Linked DNA regions of Pan troglodytes: region 1 is linked to region 2. Evidence: chromatin contacts called from public capture Hi-C data. All regions are on one chromosome and are shown on one strand. The core of a region is the stretch at or near the end of the contact, and the rest is flanking DNA. Distances in the headings are between cores, read along the strand shown.

The links. Capture Hi-C pulls out chosen DNA fragments and counts their contacts.
Region 1: a contact with region 2 is called in a capture Hi-C map of stem cell-derived neural stem cells, with 5 times the contacts expected there. The contact joins two enhancer-like sites. A contact is called at or near these places in 4 of 7 Hi-C or Micro-C datasets (blood, induced pluripotent stem cells and stem cell-derived neural progenitor cells) and 1 of 1 other capture datasets (stem cell-derived neural stem cells).

The regions. Positions count from the first base shown.
Region 1 is chr14:22,886,157-22,890,498 of NHGRI_mPanTro3-v2.0_pri, reverse strand. No RefSeq gene overlaps it. Among named protein-coding and RNA genes, the nearest start is that of TNFRSF19, 130 kb to the right of the region's middle. Within about 2 kb of position 2,073, at least 4 of the 24 cell types and tissues checked have an H3K27ac peak or open chromatin away from gene starts, as enhancers often do. A contact at or near this core is called in stem cell-derived neural stem cells, where this site is marked.
Region 2 is chr14:22,656,304-22,660,473 of NHGRI_mPanTro3-v2.0_pri, reverse strand. LOC129136803 reads right to left here. Exons shown (of 4, transcript XM_063792168.1): 2 at 4,078-4,170; 3 at 1,143-1,319. Among named protein-coding and RNA genes, the nearest start is that of SACS, 36 kb to the right of the region's middle. Within about 2 kb of position 1,718, at least 2 of the 24 cell types and tissues checked have an H3K27ac peak or open chromatin away from gene starts, as enhancers often do. A contact at or near this core is called in stem cell-derived neural stem cells, where this site is marked.

The DNA of each region.
Region 1 (4,342 bases), core at 824-3,323, 230 kb before region 2:
CAGGCGTCCTCTGGGCATCGGCTTCTCCCTAAGCCCTAAAGTTCCCTTCCCCGTGACCTCTAGGGCGAGAGCCTGAAAGAGTGGTTGGACAGCTGGTCCAATTCATTCAGGTAAAGGACTTCGTTCGCTTTAAATGTCAACTCTTTTGGCTTTCACCTTTTTGGGTAGCCTGTTTTTGTAGAGCTCACTTTTTGTTCTCAAGCTCCCTGAGCACTATGCATTTTGTGAGCCAAATCATTAAAATAGGACATTTGGTTTTTGTTTTTTCTTTTGGCCACAAGTAAATACACGTTTAAGCAATAGCTTCCTACAGCTCTTGAATTATGCAATATAAAAATGCCAGTGTGTTTTAATTTTAGTTTTCTAGGTCATGTAATTGGAAAATGATTTCAATGAAAACAATGAAAAAAATGTAATATATCTTTTAATCTGTGAAACAAGAATGAGAAAGTTATTTCTCATCTCACTCTCCAAAAGTCCCAGGGCCTTGTGCCTCTCTGTGCCCTGGGCTGGCCTCACCGTGGGTCAGTCCTGCTCCCGCGCCTGCTGCTGAGCTTCCTGATGCCTGGCCCTGCCCATTCAGACTGGATTTGTCCAGATTCTCCCAGCATTGTAGAAAAAACAATCGCTCATATTTAACGAGTTCTTTTGTGTGTCTCAGACAGGGTTCTAAGGGTTCTACGTACACTAACACACATAAGCCTCATGAGTGACTGGGGCTACAGAGGGGCATCACCATGCCCAGCTACTTTTTAATTTTTACTTTTGTAGAGATGGTGTCTGGCTCTATTGCCCAGGCTAGTCTAGAACTCCTGGCCTCAAGCAATCCTCCACTGTAATTACAGCTGAGAGCCACTGGGTCCAGCCTATTTGTAATCCATATTTCATAGATGTGATGCTTAGGCACAGAGAAGTTAAGCAGCTTGCTGGGGGCCACACAGCCAGTGTGACTCCAGCCTCCCCACTTTTCATTCGGATGTTATACTTCACACCTTCGGAGAGCTGCCCTCTCTGCCTTGGCGGACCTCACCCCTTCCTCTGCTGGGTAGACTCCACTCCTTCTGCAAGAACCTTCACATTGCTTGCTCTATTCGAGTCTCCCCTGTAGGCTTGGGCCGGCGGCTTCCCTGTACCTCCAAGTTCTCGCACTCACCTCTTGGCGCTGTAACCTCGACGTTCACCTCCATCCCCCTGTTCCTGTGGCCCCGCTGAGGCTCCTGCTTTCCATTGTTCGCATTTTAAGCATCTAGCACAGGCTAGGCATGCAGGAGCTCAAGAAGTATTTGCTGAAAGCATGAAAGAGTGGCTTGCACAGTACAAGCCCTGGCAGCAGGTGCGGGGCATGGAGGGGGACCTGTTTTTCATGGGTGCTCAGGGCAGTGGCTCTTGTGCCTGAGCTGCCTGGGCCCCCATAAGCCGGGCCTCCCTGAGCTCCCCACCCTCTGCGCTGTCTGTGGTCCCTTCTGCCCACCACTGCTTTAGGCACTTCTCTTGGCTATTTCGAAAACATGGGCAGAAAGCGGATCACAGGAAATTATAGAAAGACCAGGCCTGAGCACGGTGCGGGGCTGAGGGTGGACTCCAAGTGAGGAACAGTCTGTATCATGAAGCCCTCACAAAAGTCAGGGTCCGGGTGTGCGAGTGGGCACAGGCTGTGCAGTCCTTGAGCGGCTCAGCCTCTCCTCTCAGAGGTGGTGTCCTGACAGTGACAGTCTGGAAAGCCCTGCACAGAACCCCAGTCCCTCTCTCACTGAACACACCTGGAGCTCTTAGGGGCTTATGAGCGCCCTGCTGTGCAGACCCTGTTCCAGATTGCAATGCTGCATGCCTGCCAGGGCACCTGCTGTGCTGTGAGGGCCATCTTGATGGCCCTGAGGCTCCCAGGTGTCCCCACAGCCATGGCCCAGCACCCTCAGTTATGGCCTCTATGTCCAGCTGCTGGCCGCTGTGTCTGGCTGCTGGCCTGGGCAGTGGCCACGGCTCTTAGTCACCGCTTGCACAAGTTCTTCTGGTTCTGCTCAGTCCAGCCCTCCTGCGCCTGGCCCTTTGCGGTTGCTTTCTTTCCAGGCCCCTCCAGTGCATCTAAACCTCTCTGCTGTCCGAAGGCCCTGGCTGTGGTCTCTGGGGGCTTGTGGGGAGATCGCTTGCTTCCTCAGTCCATGACTTGATACCTCAACTATGCAATTCAGAATTATTTGTGTTTCGTGTGGTTGTTTCGGCTGTATCACGTTGCAAGCTCACATATAATTTGTTGACCGTTTTCATTCCCCTGAGGTCTCTTTCAGTGTTTGTATTTTCCAAATACTTTATCTCCTTGCCATTAATAACTATGTTTGGGATTCTTGTCCTCCTTGGTGTAATAACTTGCATTTTTTCCACATTGACCTCCCTTTATTTACTGCCATTAATTACCGCCTTTTGCTATTTACATCATCTTCTCCTCCTGAGTGGGAGTCTGATTTAGTTTCAGCTAATGGACAGCCACCCACCCCAGGCTCCTCCAAGGGGAGGCAGTGTCAGAGGGAATTAACCCTACCATGGGGCTGACAGCAATCGATCGGTCTTCTCCTGGCTGAGACAGGACTGTTCCTCCAGGTCCTGCCCACCACGACCCATCACTGAAGCTGATGGAAGGACTTGGAGATAGGATCTGTGATGAAAACGTGAAATAACTGGGGCTGCTTCACTTGGAATGCCCTGTGTTCTTCTTGTGGGTGAGAAGTTATTACATCACAGAGGAAGACTAATTCTATTTCCCATCTCTCTTACAGGGTGTAAATCGGTTAATACCAGAGTAAGGGGTGGCATTTAGATTTGAGAAAAAGCTTCCCAATAATTATCTTGAGGCATGAGACAGGGACAAAGGAAGGTTTCCTGCGTTGGGAAAGGGGAGTTCTCTTCCTCCAAGATCTTCAACAATAAAACAGGGATTCTTCTATCCAGAAGGGCCTAAATCTTCACCCCTTATAAAATGGGATCCTTAATGCCTTTAGACTCTCTCAATATTTTCTGGCTTTGATTCCAGCCCTTTGGACATTGTTCTCAATATTATGCTTTCCTTCTACTCTATGCTAACCATTTATCTCAGTATCTTTAGAGTCATTTTGATATAAGAACAAATGAGTCTCAATAGGTTTACAACAGGCATTTTAAAATAAGGAACCTTATTTGATCTTCACACATCTCATGTCAGACATTGAAGATGGTTTGCTTGTGTCTGCCATTTTGGGATCTCATGTCCCACATGAAACTGAGAGCTTCAGTTGCTTCAGCCTGGGAGTCAGTAACTCCAGGGAAGGATCTCAGCCATGGGACAATGGGAACTAAATCCCTACGCTGCTGGTTCTTCCTAAGTACTGCAACCCAATGTCCAATAACCATGACAGTTAGTGCCGAAAAAGTGAAGGACGCAGATTATGTATGCCTGAAACAGATTATGTGCTCAATACATACATTGGTGGCTTATGGTGATAACACAATGACGGAAATGATCCTAAGGCAGCTATTTTTCCTTTCTGTGTCTCCATATAGACATATTTATATTCAGGACTTAATTATATATACATGCATACTCAGAGATATTGTGGATTGCATTCCAGACCACTGTAATAAAGTTAATATTGAAATAAAGTGATTCACACAAGTTTTTTGGTTTCCCAGTGCCAAGAAAAGTTATGTTTACATTATACTGTAGTCTAACAAGTGTGCAATGGCATTATGTCTTTAAAAAAGTATGTACCTTAATTAATAGTTTATCGCTTAAAATGCTAATAATCATCTAAGCCTTTAGCAAGTCATAATCTTTTTGCTGGTGGAGGGTCTTGCCTTGATGTTGATGAGGGTGGTGGTGGTGGTTGCTGAAGGCGGGGGTGGCTGTGGCAATTTGTTAAAATATGACAATAATGGCCAGGCACAGTGGTTCATGCCTGTAATCCCAGCACCTTTGGGAGGCCGAGGCAGGCAGATCACTTTGAGGTCAGGAGTTCGAGACCAGCCTGGCCAATATGGTGAAACCCCGTCTGTACTAAAAATACAAAAATTAGCCAGGTGTGATGGCACGTGCCTGTAATCCTAGCTATTCGGGAGCCTGAGGCAGGAGAATCGCTTGAACCCAGGAGGCAGAGGTTGCTGTGAGCTGAGATTGTGCCATTGCGCTCCAGCCTAGGCAATAGAGTGAGACTCCATCTCAAAAAAAAAAAAGACAACCAGAACTTCTTCCAAAATTGGAGTCAATGCTCTCAAACTCTGCTGCTGCTTCATGAACTAAGTTTATGAAGTATCCTAAATCCTTTGCTGTTCTTTCAACAATGTTCACAACATCTTCTTTGGACTAGACTCCATC
Region 2 (4,170 bases), core at 469-2,968:
ATTAAAATCACCTGGAGAGCTTTAAAAACTCTCAATGCACAGGCCACACCCCTGATAAAAGAATTCAGAATCTCTGATGTAAGGATTTTTAAATGCAAAATAAAATGAAAGGCTCAATAGTTTATAAAGTTTGTGCTAGATCTAATCTTTTCTGGTTTTGTCTGTAATTGGTCCAATAGTAAATATTGATTCATCTGTAATTGTTCTGACATCAACTAATGGTGTCCATAGCAATAGCACTACAAGCTAGTTTCTCTGCCTTTATCTTGCTTTAATTGTACACAAAACTAATAAGGCAAAGCACGTAATATAATAACTATTTTAAAAGCAAATGAAACAAACTTTGGAAGGTTAAGTGGCAAAGCCGCTTGACTCCCATCACTTTGGCATTTCAATCAATAATAGAGTCTAAAGACCAAACAATAAAACAATGGTTAACATAGAAAAAAAGAAATATGAGTTCATTAACTAACCAGGAGATCTTATTTCCAAAGAGTAAATCTGATTACATTGTTCCTGTTTAAAACCCTTCAATGGCTTCCTTATGCCTAAAAGGAAAAAAAAAAATCCAAATTCCTTTGTGTGGCATAAGAGGTTCTTTGTGTAACGCAAGATCTGGCCCCTCATCACCTCTCCAGTCGTATTTCTCAAAAGACCTCTCTTGCTTCCTATACTCAGTCATGCAAAATGTTCTGCAATGCTCTGAATGCCCTGGCTTTTCTTTTCCTTTTTGTGCCCATGTCTGTGCCCAAGTTATTTGCTTTTTCTGAAAGATCTATCTTTCAAAACCTTCTTTTCCCTCCCTCCCTCCAATCCTGTTGACCAACTTATCTTTTAAAGTCTGATTCAGTTTCAGGGCCATCTCCTCCGAGACCTTCCTTCCTGACTGCTTCTCGAGTTCCCCTATAAAACAGTGACTGCCCAAAGAGCAGCAACAGTTTGTAAATCATTCCATTCATGCTGCCTAGAACAAAGCTGCAGTTGTGTTTAATAAAGGTTTATCAAATGGATGAAGACTGGTCACTATTAGTCTTGACCCCTTCTATTTGAAATATGTGAAATACACAAAGTAAAATATAATTTCTGATAGGGGCTGATATCAGGAACTGTAGGAGATCTGTCCATTGAATCCAAGGTCTTACCTATTAAATCTCTACTGTGGCCAGTCTGCGCTCCTGGATTTTCAAGGGGCTCCGTGGAATTGGGAGGCTGATGAAGCTGGCGACCACCCTCCGTAAGCATGCTGTGTTGGTGATTCCAGTGCTTACTCCTTTCCTCAAATGTGGTCATAAGAAGTCAGGAAAGTCAATATGCTTTCACTAGGAAAAAAGGAGGAAAGCCTGCTTTAGTTGGTTGTTACATTTTTGATGAGGCGAAAATTCAAACAAAACTATAACCACAAGGACCATTAATTGTTCTTTCCTGTTAATAACCATAGTTAGCCAATTGGATTGTGAGTGTGTGGCATGCTTGTATTGTGTATGTGAGTAGGGAATGCACGTGCGTTAAAGTTCACATGTGCTTAAGAGCTTAGACACACCCGCAATTTGCAAGACAGCTTCATGTCCTGATGTGGCCAAAGCTGTGTAAGAAGCCTGAGCTGTAATTACTCCGCACAAATTTACATCCTGGGGTGCTCACATCATCCTGTGGTCTGTATGCTCTGTGGCTACACACCTGGCTGAGAACAGAATTAATGATGAGAAACGTGCCTGCTTCTCTGCATAAAAGATGATGTCTGAGTAGAAGGTCGCCAAGGGAGGATTAAGAGCAAGAATGCGAGAATGTGCTCAGGAATCCGTGCGTGAGATGATGAGCTTGTGAGCTGATGTTGATTCTGTGCAGTTCCCAGTGTCTTATTCACAGGCAAGATTTTCTTGCTCATCGTTCAGCCTTCAATGTTTTAAGCAAAGATTTTTAAAAAGATCTAACAGGAAACGAGGAGCTGCAGTGAAGCTTGGGCAGTCAGTTCGAATCTGAGTAAATATCTGTCAGATTGGAGAAGCGCTGAAAGCATTAAGATACTTGGAGATTTCTCTTTTTCTTTGGCAAGAAGCATGACTGAGACAGGTAAGGGCTAGGAATTCTTCCGGATCACTCCCTCCAACAATGGTCTTTCCTTTGAATTTGCACTTTGGAGTTTGACACAGATTAGTGCTTCCTAGTCCTCTAACTGTAACACATGCCTCAGTTTCCCTTCTCCGATAAGATTGCAATATCTTTGGGTGCAGAAAAAAAAATAGTTGATCCTTTTCTTTGTAGCCCAGCAAGTTCCAGGCACATTAGAAACTGATTAGAAACTGGTACACAAGTGTTACTTGCTTAATTTATTATAAATGCTTTAAAAATGAGGTAATGACTATCATTGAAAAATAAAACCAAACTGTGAAGAACTTCTCTCTTCCTGTTAGTGGAGACTTTCCACATAATTTTTTTTTTTTTGGGAGGCAGTGGACATGTTGAGTTTTCAATTGAATATTTTGCTGCAAACAACTTAGGAGGAGAGGAAAAAAGAAAACGCAAAGCCAAACAAAGCTGGTATTTTTCAAGTGCTCATTAATTTCAAAACCACGGTGTCTTTCATTGATTTTTTACCATTAAAAAGGACAGCAATGCCCATCTGCTCAAAATTCCATCCAGAAATGAAATTATGAATTAAAGCTGTGTTACACATGTACAATTGAGACATCCTCTGTTTGGGCCTGCCAGATGACACACTGAAACAGCCTGGGGTCTGCGCTTGGGGTGCTGCCAAGGAAGCAGATACACGGCTGATGAAAATCATCCATCATTTCAAATCAGAGGTACCATATTCCTGCAGACTCCTGTTATGAACAATCTCATTTGATCTTATATTGGAAAAAGCTGTCTTCAACACTCAGGCCTGGCCCCAGGCACAACGAGGCAGATGGAATAGGAATCTCTCATTCCATGCCTGCATTTGCCGGAATTCTAGGATTCTGTCAGAAGTTTTCTTGTATGAGCCTAGCCTGACAGGATTAACTTCACTGAGTTGTGCTTCAATATCAGTTCTTACCTCCTTCAATTTGTGCAAAAACTCTCATGGAGGACAGTGTTCATCATTTTTTCACTTAAAACCATATATATGAGTCATTATATAGAGCGATTCTTTTTAGATTCAGTTTCTGGGAAAAAAATTAAAAAGTCACATGATCTTTCTGTCTGCTAATGATATTATGCACGTTGCTCTTGTCTCTATTTTTGCCTTGGCCTCCAGGAAGCTCACAGCCACGTTTTACACTCAAATACAGAAATAATATTACCATATGCTAGTATTACCATATTTGTGATACTCTTTTCTGTTGATCCTTAGTTTCCATTTCCATTCTTCTTTTATTAAGCCTAACACTTTTTTTGTTGTAAGCTATATCAAAATCATTTTGGAGAAAGGCCAGGCTTATATAAATGATAAAGCATAAACATCTTTTATTTCCCAGCTAAGTGGTTTGTGTTTTAGAGTATATACTTTTAGAAGAAACAGATTGTTTCTTTAAACAGATGAGAATCAAATATCTTGCTTCTTCATGAAGTTAACCACAGTTAGATCATCCACATTGACACAGATGCCTGATAAAAGATCAGGATTGCGTTTGATAACCAGGTTTCTCTTACACATTCTCAGCAGCTTTCAGTCTCTGAAGTTTTTAGTCTTCTTTATTTACTACATTAATCTTGAAAGTAAACAAGGTTCTTATCTAAAATTAATATTTTAATATTAAAAGAATTTATTAGAAAAGAATTTAATCTTTTAATATTTAAAAGATATTAAATAAGTTTACAAAGACAACAGCAACTAAGAATGACCATGACTGAATAGAGCAAAACTGTAATAAAATACAACAAATAAAATAAAGGAATATATCCGTGAAATGTTAAGAAAGGCACTGGCCCAGATAATCAGCACTGAGACTCCATCTTGGGTTTGCTTTAAAGCCTCTAGCATGAAGCTGATGGCTGCCCAGTCATCTCAAGGGGCAGCACTGTCCCTTAGGAGCTTACAGTTGAAGCCGACTAGGCAACCCCTAGCCTTGGGCAGAGCTGAAACTCAGCACTTACACACAGGACTGATGTTATAACTCGGAACACAGACTCCTCAGTTTCCTTTGATGCTTTTTTTCTGAGGGCCACTCACATCCGTCTTCTGTCTTC